Linked DNA regions of Xenopus tropicalis: region 2 is linked to region 1. A link is a contact called in public Hi-C data. All regions are on one chromosome and are shown on one strand. The core of a region is the stretch at or near the end of the contact, and the rest is flanking DNA. Distances in the headings are between cores, read along the strand shown.

Evidence for each region. A called contact is a pair of places that touch in the nucleus more often than the background predicts.
Region 2: a Hi-C map of neurula embryo shows a contact between it and region 1, with 2.2 times the contacts expected there. The contact joins the promoter of LOC100487575 here to the enhancer-like site in region 1. A contact is called at or near these places in 5 of 5 Hi-C or Micro-C datasets (brain, gastrula embryo, liver and 2 more).

What each region holds. Positions count from the first base shown.
Region 1 is chr8:76,985,103-76,991,969 of UCB_Xtro_10.0, reverse strand. No RefSeq gene overlaps it. Among named protein-coding and RNA genes, the nearest start is that of ccdc9, 30 kb to the right of the region's middle. Within about 2 kb of position 4,994, at least 5 of the 11 cell types and tissues checked have an H3K27ac peak or open chromatin away from gene starts, as enhancers often do. A contact at or near this core is called in liver and neurula embryo, where this site is marked.
Region 2 is chr8:77,045,655-77,052,124 of UCB_Xtro_10.0, reverse strand. It overlaps LOC100487575, which reads right to left and starts at 5,106. Exons shown (of 4, transcript XM_002940606.5): 1 at 4,547-5,106; 2 at 142-481. The coding sequence starts at 466.

The DNA.
Region 1 (6,867 bases), core at 3,745-6,244:
GTCAAAATGAGTCCGATTGCGTTTTTTTCGTAATGATCGGTATGATTCGGTACCCGAATTGGAAAAGTTCCGACTTGAAAACGAACATTTTGCAACTTTTTCGTATTTTTTGCGATTTTTTCGGCGTCTTTACGAATTTTTCGTTACCAATACGATTTTTGCGTAAAAACGCGAGTTTTTCGTAGCCATTACGAAAGTTGCGTAAAATCTGGCGATTTTTCGTAGCGTTAAAACTTGCGCAAAAAGTTGCGCTTTTTTCGTAGCGTTGAAACTTACGCGAAACTTCGCACCTTTTAAGTTTTAACGCTACGAAAAAGGCGCAACTTTTCGCGTAAGTTTTAACGCTACGGAAAAATCGCCAGATTTTACGCAACTTTCGTAATGGCTACGAAAAACTCGCGTTTTTACGCAAAAATCGTATTGGTAACGAAAAATTCGTAAAGACGCCGAAAAAATCGCAAAAAATACGAAAAAGTTGCAAAATGTTCGTTTTCAAGTCGGAACTTTTCCAATTCGGGTCGGATTCGTGGGTTAGTAAATCAGCCCCTTAGTGTATAGGCTGACATTTCCTCAGTTTTAAGGAATATTATCACATAAACCTGGGCAATTATGTGGCTATATATAACGGAGATAAAGGGATATTTTTTGGTAGATAGATAGATACATTAACAGATTAGACAGACAGACAGATAGATAGAAAGATAGATGATAGATAGATAGATAGATAGATAGATTATTGTTTAGACATAGGTCTAAGATGAGAACTTGCTGGATGATGTGCTGGCTTTGTGTCCTGCCTCTGACAGCATTGCCACCTCCCTGTCATATGGGGAGTTTCACTGTCTACAGATGATGTGCTGAGCATATTGGGCCATTATCAGCCAGTTTGTTAGACCAACTCACCTGTAACTCAGGTTCAGTATGTGACCAGTGGCTTACTAAAGATGAATCGCCAGGTCTCGCTCTAGGACTTTGGTCCTAGGTCTGGCAACACACCACATATGGCAGTGTGTATAATAATCCTAATGCGCAGTACATAATTCAGTGAGACTTAAATCCAAATAAGTGTATACTTTGGTACTCCCCCTTATTGTGTACATTAAAACTTTCAGTTTTGGCTTCACCTGGAGAAAATACAGATGGTATAGGTATCATAGATACATTCTTGGTGTAAAGTTCACACCCACCCCTGAACATGCCAGTAGCTCATCCACTGCCCACACATTAGTTTATCTGATGTATCCCTGACCCAAAGGTCCATGCAGCCACTCCTTTAGTATGGATTGGTGGTATGTCAGGAGCGCACAGCTGCTCTGCCCCCTCCTGCCCATATCCTCACACATCCATGAAAGTGAATGCAACAACCTAACAACCCCTGCTCTTCCCTCTCTCATTCCATAACACTTGTTTTAGTGTCTGTCACTCAGCTGCACACAGCCACTTATATGGCTTCTCCATGCCTCATGCTCTGAATTCTTTACTGAAGGGGCGGTGGAATCATGGAGTAAGCTCCCAACAGAGTCTGTTCTGTCTATAACACTAAGGTTAATATTAATTGCTAGGGTATTTCATAAATGTAAAAAGAGCTTGCAGTTTATGAATTAAAACTGAAGAGCACAGCACCAGTCTCTATGAGCTGTGCCTACATAGTTATAAAGCCTAGTTTGTCTTTACCATTCAGATGCCTAATGTAATGCTGTGTCATTTTTTCTTGCATTGTCTGAACCTGTGTTTGTTCAGCTTCTTTCTGTATTATATGATTGCTTTTATGCTGATTAGATCGAAAGCTGTTGTACTGCACTGTAATAGTTTGCTCCTTCCCCATACAGATTGATTGGGATTGTTTCTGGAGATCAGTGGTAAAACCTCCTTTATAAAACAAGACCAACGTCCATAAAACAAGTCTGCTGATTTATGTTACAGGAAGAATGTGTGAAAGCAAAGAGAGGAAAATAAGAGAGGATATAGAATTATGACCTAGATGTTGCACTATGACTCCCATTAACTGTAAAGCACAAGTGCTGGGAAATTCTAGATCAGCAACATCTGGATAAATGATGCTAATAAGCATGTCCATAACAATATAGACAACTGACCAAGCAGCTGTAAGTGGCCCAGGAATATAGGGGGTCCGATACAATTTCAATATGTGTGTGAGGCAGATCATGATGAATTGGATGCTAAGGCGTAGGAAGAAAAAATGTTGCTGCAGTGTCTAGTTGGCTTTGTTCAAGAGAGTGTGCAACTGATTACGTTAAATCTGTTAGACATGGCTAGCATTATTTTTTTTACTGCAGTATAGGGGGATACAAATATTGTTAAATTGTTTTACAATTGGGGGTTGCCATGTGGTGTCAGGTAACAATGAATAACAAAGAGAGAGAGAGAGGTCCCTGTTGCACAGAGCTTAACTATGGAAATTATAAGGTACAAAGTTAATTATGTGCAGCACTTCTCAGATTTGGGTTTTTGCAGAAATACAGAACTGATGCCCCATTACCCAGTCTGTTATATATATATGTATACAGTCAATGGTAGCAGGCACTCACGTTTAATTCCTTTATCTGATTGCCTGGGTGCAGTCCATAATTTAAGGTATTCAGAATGTAATAGAGATCTTCACATCACAGGGCTTTTAGGTGATAAAGAACACTTTATTTGGAGGCTGATGTTTCGGCCTACACAAAGGCATATTTCAAAGTGAAAATTAAAAAAGCCGAAACGTCAACCTCCAAATAAAGTGTTCACCTATAAGCCCTGTAATGTGCGGATCTCCATTACAATCTTTAAATATATATATATTGACTTTTGAAATAAACAAATAATTTTTTTGTATTAAGTCCTGTGAGTGCGGCATTTATTTTTTTGCATACTATATATACTGTATATGTTTATATGCATATACACAAGTGCCTTTATATTGGCAGGACAGTAAACAAATTGCAAAAAACTTATGCAAAGCATTTCACTGTTGTGCAATATGGTAATCTCAGCTTGCACTCATTCATGTAACTCTTTGCTCTCAAAAAACAGAGAGCAAAGAGTTGTCCTGGTCTTTGTATGCAGTGCTACTGGCACAACCATCCACTACCTTGCCCATCATTTGGACCCACAAGCTAGGGAGAGCCAGGGTATGCAAACACTGTACTCTGGTTCAACCCAAGGTGCAGAGTGCTGCATGCACCATCCTTTACCCTGGGTACAAGTGCTCTGTGTAAGGCCCCAATGGGTGTGATATTGTGCCCCGTAAGGTTATGTAATTAAAGACACTGGTTATCTTTTATAACCTAAAACCACTGGGTAAATTTGCACCTAAGCAGTAACTCATGGCAACCAATTAGATGTTTGCTTACATTGTTCTACCATCAGCTGGCTGAAAAAGTCTAATGGCTGATTGGTTGCTATGGGTTACTGCCCAGGTGCAAATTTGCCCAGTAGTTATAAATGAGCCCAACTGTTTGCCTAGGAGCAGTAACCTATAGAAACAAATCATCAGGTAACATTCACTGGTCACCTGTATAGAAGCAAACATCTTATAGGTTGCTATGGGTTACCACACCTGGGAAAACTTAGTGCCCTTTATTACATGGGGGGTTAGTGCTCTTGTCCCCCATAGCAGTGGTGCATAAGACCATGGATTGGAAATATTTTTGCCCCCTCATCCCTGTTGTTAAATCTGTAGTGACAATGTGCAGCTGTCTCCTCCATTGCCATGTGGACTTTTATACATCCCCCCTGCCACCCATCTTCAAAGCAATTGTGGTACTGTGCAGAATTCTTATGTTATGCAGTGATATTTCAAATATGTTTTGTAGACAAACTTGGTTTATTCTTTTCCTGTTATATAAAACACTCTGCCCACCACATCCCCAAGGACAAGAGGACACCTGTAAGCTGATTCAGCACACTATGCCTGGCTTATGTGGGTTATTGCATAGATCAGGCTCATGATCTGACTGCTGGTAAGTAGTAGGCCTGCTGCTGGTAGGCAGAACTTTCTGTAGAGACAGAGGGCAGAATTCCTGCTATAAACAAATTTGCATCACCTGTAGGAACAATGTGACAACACCATGGTCACGTGGATATGAAGTGAACTCAACACACTGACATGCTTAATGGGTTCCGTGGTTCCTTCTATATACCAAAATGTTAAATAGGTTAATGGGTCTGTCCTATGTAGGAACATTGTGACCTTAGGAGTGTGACAAATATAAAGCATCTCATGTAGGAGCAAAGTAACTGAATAGCAGTGAGATGTTTAAAGGATTATAGAATCTGTGCCACACAGAAGAAAGGTGACCTAATGGCAGTGACATGTTTAATGTGCTAAGTGTTGGTTTCCATGCAGCATCAATACGTATAGTTGGTTAAATGCTGAGTAGTAACATCTTTAATGGATCTCATATTCTATTCCATGTAGGAACAAACTTACTAAATGACAATGACACATTTAATTAGTTAATGAGTCAGTCTCGAGTACTACAAGAGCACAGTGACTTTATGACAGTGATGTGCTGAAAGGGTTAAAAGATCAGTAAAATAGAGAGGCATGGTGACTGAATGATAGTGACGTATTTAGTGGGTTAAATTTCTGTTCCATAAAGGAGAAATGCAGTGTGAGAGAGTGGCACATTAAATGGATTAAACTGTAAGTGCAGTGTAAGAGAAAATAGTTTATGTTTCTAATCATTATAAGGACAAATATTCACTATTTGTTAATAATAATTCATTGCAATCGAGGCACACACACACACACACACACACATATATATATATACAGAGAGAGAGAGATGCATGTGTGTTTGTTGCCATTTCTCCCACAGAAGAGTTATCTCTATCACTACAAGAATTCTGCATCCAATGAAATCTCCTCTCTCTCTGTAGAACTCTTGTAATTGGCCTGTGAACATCCCTCCAGGTGTACGTGAGGATACTAACCTATCACCGATTGGCTTGGTTACTCAACCCACTAGCCAATAATTTCTTCTCCTTGCCTCGCAACCAGAGCCCGTGTCACCACAGCAGATTAGCCTGCTCAGGAATCAGAGCTAATTAGGATAATCCCATTATTGCGACTCAGCATTGCCACAGACCACAACATCCATTCACCTTCCTAGACGATTCTGCAAAATGCTTAGCCCTGCCAGGAGTTAGGTATAAGGGCTTCTGCACACAGTGTATGCATGTGTTATAGTCTGTCTCTCACTACTGAAATATTTTCATGAAATATATCTTTAAATGTTTCTCTGCATTTCTACCAGTGTGTCAGACTGGAAAGCTGTTTGTCAGTACAAAGACTAATTGCAATCCTGCACACCCTGGCTTGTTTTACAAATGATTTTAGTTTTTGAGCATTTGTTAAACTTCCCCAAATGACAAGTCATTTTATGCTGTTTCTCTACTCGGTTACTAAGTGCCACATGTTGTTTTGTGATGATAGGTTCCCTGAGGCATGATGTATATAACCTTTGCATTACTAGTATATCAGAAACAATACATATATCTAGTATTGAGTTCACAGATTATATATGAATATAAGTATATTTAGTCTTTACCTTTTATTATTGTATTGACTCCTGTTTGCTCTGTTAATGTATTGTTCTAATGCGCAGCACTGCATACACAAGTAGCACTATAAATATACATACATACATATTTCATGTACATAAAATTGTTTATTTAACCCATAAAACCTATTGTTACTCCTCTATGATAATGTCATTTTAACCCATTCAGCATGTCAGCAACATCATTTCACATATTATCTTATGAAACGGTAAATTTAACCCATGGAACATATCCCATTCCCTATGGGACTATTGATTTTACCCATTACCATGCCCTTGACATATTCCAGTCTTTTACAGGAGAGTGTCTCTGTCACTTTAAAAAACCTTCCTCGCAGTAATCTTACATACAAAACTTAAACTTTTCAACAACTCCTCAGACATTGTATGGGGGAGGAGTTCTGGTAAGAGAAGCCATAGGTTGAAGCACTGATATAAAGAGAGTCTCCAGCCTATCAGGTCTTTGCCCTGTCCCCAAGCCCTAATGTTTCTCGTGCAGCAGCCACGGCTGTAGAGAATCCAAATCATTTAAGTAACTGGGAGGCTAGTGAAAGGCAATGGTTAGTTAATGTTTGATGTCATTAAGTATTTCCGACACATCCGAATGTGTAAATACCATAGCCTCACTGTACCTACATGGCATGAAACATTTAACCCATTATACATCTCACTACATGGGATTAATCCTTTAACCCTTATACTATTGTCCTTTGGTCACATTACTATGTAGGACTGAATATGCTACTGCCATTAGGTCTCTTTGCTGGTTCTGCCCCGTTAACCTTATTTAACATGTTACTGTCATTGGGTTGCAAATCTCTCACCCTGTTTCTCAGCTTTATATTTGTAAGCATGATTTCAGATTGCTGGGAGGTGTCCTTAGGTACAGTACCTCCTGCTAGCACAAATATTTCTGTAAAACTGACAGTTATAATTATTATTTCTCAGTGTGCCTGCTGGCCTGTTTAAGCACTTGCTCTAAATGTATAGTTTATTTAGCTCATAGATTATGTCACTGTCAATAGGTCACTCAATTTCTACACAGAACTTACCCTTTAAATCAATGAACATATTACTGTCATTAGGTCACTCTGGTCCATCATGGGTCTGACCTTTTAACCTTTTAAACATGTCATCTGGTCATTTTTCTCCTACATGGGTCTCACCTTTGAATATGAGACCCATTAAAGATGTTACTACTCAGCATTTATATTATTGTCATTAGGTCATGTTGCGTTTAATAAATTACATTATATGTATACTTTATTGATATAGTGGTGGCATATTCTTCACTTCTTTC
Region 2 (6,470 bases), core at 3,857-6,356, 60 kb before region 1:
CTTTTCTGTGATCATACAGAATTGATTTCAGTCTGTGTGCTACTATGCAAAAGAAAGTATAGACATACACAGGTAAACAATTTACATTACAGCACAGCAGGGTACAGTTTAGCATTAGCAGAGATAAATAGCAATGCTTACTGAGAGCTGTGCTTTCTCCTGTATTATAGCATCCAGAAAAGTGGCAGTGGTTATTTCCACATGGTGCAGAAGAAGGTCCAGACTGTTCACAGTTGCTCTCTGCCCCAAGGCTGATCTGGCAGTGGTTAATCTGGCAAGAGTGGCACATCTGGCAGAAGGATGGCTGAGAGTGGTTTGTGGTAGATGGGTGGCTTGAGGGAAGGCTTTGTTCACAGATTCTACCACAGGGGGTTTCAGCAACACCAGCAGGAAAAGCGTGGCTCGTCTCAACCTGAATATTTCCTACAGGCTCAGAGGGCTTCCCGTCATTCAGAGGTCTGGCCATTGCTGGATAGGTTTTCTAATTTCAAAAAATATAAATATTAGTATTTTGTACCTAAAAGCAAGAAAAAAACAACAGGTTTCTCCAATGACTATAATGTACTACCTGCAGTAAAATAATATAATAAGGAAACTATAACGGGTAGTCCATGAATGCTTATAGGAAGGAATATTTTATACATCTCTTGCTCCCACAACCCCTTCCTCATTGATTACTCCAGCCCAAATGATGGAATCATCATGACAGGATTAACAGAGGGCTTATAGTGCATCGTATGATCCTGTGAATACATGGCAATGTTGGCTATTGTGTCATGTATGCTCATTTGCATAATGCCGATTCCTAGAGCTCATTGCAGATTTATAAAGCAGTGTCCACAGGAGGGCAGCACAGTTCACATGAGCCCACTGTTTGTAAACAAACAGCAGAGACTACACTGAGTAAATCCTTATATGACCCAGCATGCGTCTTGGTGCGCTGCACTTAAGGAACGAAGACAAGGACTTGCTTAATAAACAGACTACCCAAGGATCTCCCATCTCCCAGACACACAGGTGCAGACACAAACAAAATCTAAGGAATGGATGTCACCTTATACAATCCCTTCTAAACACTCAGCACCTTCCAAACCACCTTCCGATCAAATGTATTTTTTCCAAATATAAAAAATACAAAGAACAGACAGGGCTACATTACAGCACTTAAGGGTAAAGACACACAGAGCTACTAGTAGCAGCTACTTTTTCACAGCTCCTAATCTCCAGAAAATACCCTGCCATAGACAATACTGAGAAATGTCTCTGCTAAAACACAAGTAGAAACAGTTCATCAGTAAATGATCAGCATTGTCTATTTTAGTAGCCGTGACAAGTAGCTGCTACTAGTAACTCTGTGTGTCTTCACCCTAAAGGTTTTTTTTCCTGGATCTGAGTTTATTGTCGCTTACTATACCCTAATATATAGAAAGTGCAGAAGCTGAATAACTTAACCCTTTTATGCCACCCTGCCCAATACTCCATCAGATTACAACTGCCCAGATTCAGGATTTTAAAGCTCTTCAACAGGGTAACAAAAGAGGATCTTTATCATAAAGTTAATTGTAATCACTCTGCAGTAGCTTTTATCCAAAATAAATTGTATGAATAGGTTCCCTATGCCAATTCACTTATCAGTCTGTAAGCCCTACTTACTTCATCTGATAGGGTACATTACCAATGCCTTTCCATCATTTTTGGTCTACATAAAATAAAAAATAGCCGAGGGGGTGAAATTTGTAGTCGAAAAGTTGCTGAAATGCTTCCTGTGCCATTTGCCTCGAGCCCTCAGAGCCGGGCAGTGTGATCTAGCAGCTCGTTGTGAGCTCAGATTGACACTATGCCATTTTATTTGAAGCTTATGAGAAAGTTTCCCCAATGTATTAGCTTCCCTTTTGTTTCCTACACGAAGTTCTTATTTTAAAAGGGCTAATTTAATCGGATCTCTGTCAATGCCAGATGTTATAATGCGCATTCATTTCTAATCTGCTTTATCCTTTATGTAGAATCAAACACAGTACATCCAGCTGTCGCACGGCAGATTCCCGTAGTCATAGAGAAATGCGCTGAGTATTCCTTCCCTAATCACCAGAAACCCTTTCCGATCGGTTTCCTATTCTCTGTCATAATAAAACAGCTGCTGGCAAAGCCAATCCAGCTCCCACTCACTCTATGCCAGCCTATCTGCATGGCACTTAACCATCATGCTACCTGCAGCTTCTATCTGCACTCTAGCAGCTGGGCAAACATCTAGTGCCCTGTCACCATAACCAACATGATAACTACATTCTATCAGTGGACAATACATGCCAGCACCTGGGCAAAACTCCAACTCCTCTGGCTACAGTATGTTACCTACCTATCCTAATACCTGCTTTCTCTTCCTCCCCTCTAGTTGCTGGGCAAAACTCCAGCTCCCCTTCAATGTTTAGCAGTCCATCTGCACGGCACCTAACCATCATTCCTTAACTGCATTCTGTTACCTGCACATTGCATACCAGCAGCAGGGTAAAAAATTCTGCACAACAGTCCATCTCTGTATGGCACCTTACCAGCATGCAACTTGCAATTTCTACCTGCACCTTTACATACCAGTAGCTGGCAAACAGACATTCACACTTTCTGCCACCCCACCTTCATTATGCGATCATTGAGTACATGTGCAGGATAACTTACCACACAATATATAAAATACAATCTGCAAAGCAAATCTCATCTTGCCAATCTTTTTAGCCCCAGTTAATGTGTCATATATTGCACCAGCCTGGCAGCGACAATTCTGCACAGTACCTACAAATACCTTGCAGCTCTCACTGTGCATAACAACTGAACGATAGTCTATTGGCATTGCTCTTAAGCTGTTCTATAGGACACACTGAGAAACAACAACTTCTCTCTCTTTAGCAGCATATGTGCAAAAAACCTACTGAGCCCCCATTTACATGCTTCATCCATCTGCTATACTTTGTTACTAAGTCCATGTTACCAGCCCAGTAAATTCCCCTCATTATAAAGCCAAATGTTTATGGGCTGTTGGATATATCCAATGCAGCTTCTTTCTGAAAGCCAACACAAGTACAACAGCCAATCAGACTGGCTCTTGTCTACTCATGATCCTAAATCCATGCAGTGCAAATTGGCTTTTAGGTTAACCCCACCCAGCTCGCTCTCTCTATATAGAGCATTACATTTGTGTATGGCACTGCCGGTACTTGCCCTTAATCTGTCTAGTGGCCCCTCGGTAAATCATGGCAAGCTCTCATCTTGTCTCTCCTGCAGCCCCCATACCAGCTAAGGTGCATCTGCAGTGTCTGGGTGCAGTGCCACAGCCTAGTTATCACCCCCCAACTTTCATATCCCATACAATCATGCTGAGCTGCTGAGACAAATTTGCAGGGCAGTTTGTAAACTTGCCAGACACGATGCAGCTCCCTTGCTTCCTTACTAGCTGGTTTAGGATACTGAGCAGTGTTGTCTGTCCCTATACTAAATGCTTATACAAACATGGCAAACATACCCAGCCTTCCATTGTGTTGCTAGTAATGCCATCCTGCTCAAGGCTAGATCCGTGCATGGGCTGGGACATTCACTTGCACCTTCAACAAAGCTTTAGGTGCGCAGGGGAAACCCCTAGCAGACAAGCCCATATCCCTAGCGCTACATGTCTGGATTTAGTAGTCGCAGGGAAATAGGCAGGGGCTGGCAGCGCTATCGCATGTGCCGTACTAACCCACACTGACACCGGCTCCCACACAATCCCACGCACCCCTAACTGAGCAGTGAACCCCCAAACCCCAATAAAAGGCAGTGTGTGCAACTTGCCCTGCCAGAGAGCTGTCCTCAAATGACCAAAACAAGCCCCCCCTCCCCCGCTCCCTCCATGTGTACGGGCTTGTCAGTAAACAATCGCTCGGCGATCTATCGCTCTCAGCCCGGCTCCCAGCTCAGCAGCATGGCCACAAGCCTAGTGGAACCCTGCGAGCCATGAGCCATAGGAACGGGCTGGCCGGCCGGCAAATGCATAACCACATTATAAGTCAACAAAACAACGATCTACAAGCTCTGACACACCAGCCCTTTGTAAACTACAACTCCCAGCATCCTCTGCCAGCTTTGGGTGAACCGGAGTACAGCAAAATGCCTCATTGAGAAAAAGGCTTTGTCCCTTGTTATAAAGCTCAATTCCCTAATTAAAAACCATAAAGGGCACCCCAAGTCCATATATTTATATATATAAAGAACCCTGTGAAGCAAACTAAAGGCATCACACAGAACACCTGGTCGCAGCATAAGTTTGCAGCTTTGTCCCATTACAGTTCACTAATCGGCAAACTAAAGCCCCATGGGCAGCAGTGCCCAGTGCCAGTATAGAGCAGTGCCCAGTGCCAGTATAGAGCAGTGCCCAGTGCCAGTATAGAGCAGTGCCCAGTGCCAGTATAGAGCAGTGCCCAGTGCCAGTATAGAGCAGTGCCCAGTGCCAGTATAGAGCAGTGCCCCGCCATCCCACACCCCGCTAACTCTTTCCCACTCACTCCTGCCCCGGACTTACCTCGCTCACAGCGCAGCACAACACGTCGGCATGTAAACACAGCGATCCCCAAAGCTATCACATTAACAGAGAGATTGCACGGAACCCCGTAATCCACAAGTGCAAAGGAAAGTCCTGAGAGAGCAGCCAGCTAAGGAATAAGAACGTGTGTCCCGGTCACAGCGGCGTGTGCATCCGTGTATGTGTGTCCAAGCGTGCACTCAGCCGACAAGAACATTGGCAATTGTAACTGGAGACCAGCGCAGTCAGCAGCCAACTTGAACAAAACCACGCCTGACGGCTAAAACACGCCCCCGCCTAATGACACGCCTACTTGCGTTATGTCATTCACTCCGACTCTCCGCCCCTTTCTCAACTTGACATGTTGGGACATGCTTAGATTAAGTGCATAATCAGCTGAGAGGGACTGGTACGCGGGCTGCGGGACTGCTATGTGCCTCAGAGAGCCGAACGCTGCAGTCTTGTACAAAAGTAACCTAATGGCCGTGCGTATTAGGCAACCAGCCCAGCAGTAGGTGTTAGGCAGCCAGGCAGAAAATGGTTTTCTATCGCCAATGGGCAAATGCCTTTCTGCTGGGAGAGCTATAAACATTGGAACCCTGAAACTAGGCTGGGATAGATCTTCCCATCTCCTGTTTCCTGACTGGCTCTCTAGCAGGGTGGGAGTGTTTAGAGGTCTGGTCACTAGGTAAATATAGGCTTTGTCTGTTCCTTCATTCTGTGTTAAAAAAAAGGCAAAGCCGCCGAAGCACACTTACATATAAACAACTGCGCACACAGATACAGTACAACTGCACCGAATTCATTCCTTTTGGTGGTACAGCTTTGACTGGCAATCAAGTTATGTTCATTTTAAGCAGCTCAGCTATTTATGAAAATTCAAGTTGCCCTACAGAGATAAAGTCCGATTTTGTTGAGAAAAGCAGAGGAACATAAATAACAGCCAAAGCTGCCAAAAGAATTTAACAAAACAGTGGGTCAGGAATACATTTTAATGCTAGTGGCCACTTCTTGCTATGCTGTAGGTTGAGCGGGTTGTTCTACAAATTGGTGATTTACCTATACTGCCAAATTGAACTAATGTGACCTGGTTGCCTTGCTCTGGGTAAGTCCATACCCATTGGGCGAGGGGTCAGGTGCTTCCGTGCACAATAATCTTCATTATAAAGGATGCACTGAATCCACAATTTTTGCTTATCACCAACAACACTAAAACGATTCATCCAAATTCCAAACCACATGCCAACAACTGCATATTCAAATGAGCACAATTACACAAAAAATGTTTAGCACAAAAGAAAAAATCACCTAATTCTTTTCTAAAATGACTAAAAAGCTCACATGGTATTTAGGGTTTGTATTTGGATTAGCATGCAAAAAAAGATAAAAATTCAGATTCAGACAAATCCTGAACTGATTCTGGAATTCGGTGCATCCCTAATTTAGTCATCCTAAAATTGACTGACTAAAATGGCAAGCACATTGCATTACAGATATCAGACAGAAGAAAATGTTGCATCTGTGTTTGTCTGTTGCAGCCAACTAATGTGCTGCATCTACATGTACCTGTACAAATACATCTACCTGCACATCATAAGGTGATTCTTCATTCAGCACTACACACTACAACCCAATGGTTAATTAAATATGGTCCAAGGAGAAGAAACATCCTTTATCCTAAGGATTTCCCCAAAAACACTTTCCTGCCACACTTGAGCCTCACTGTTGCCTGCCCTGAAAAGTTTCTGGGCAACTGGTTCCAGGCCAGGACTAGAAGATGCCAGAGGGACTGCTGTAAGATGCTATAGTCACTATTTAATGAGTCTGTGGGGAGCTATTTGGAATTCTGTGTACTTGAAATGCCAAGACCTATTCTGACTTTTAGTCTGCCCCTGTCTGCAGGTAATACTGCAAATGTGGGTGA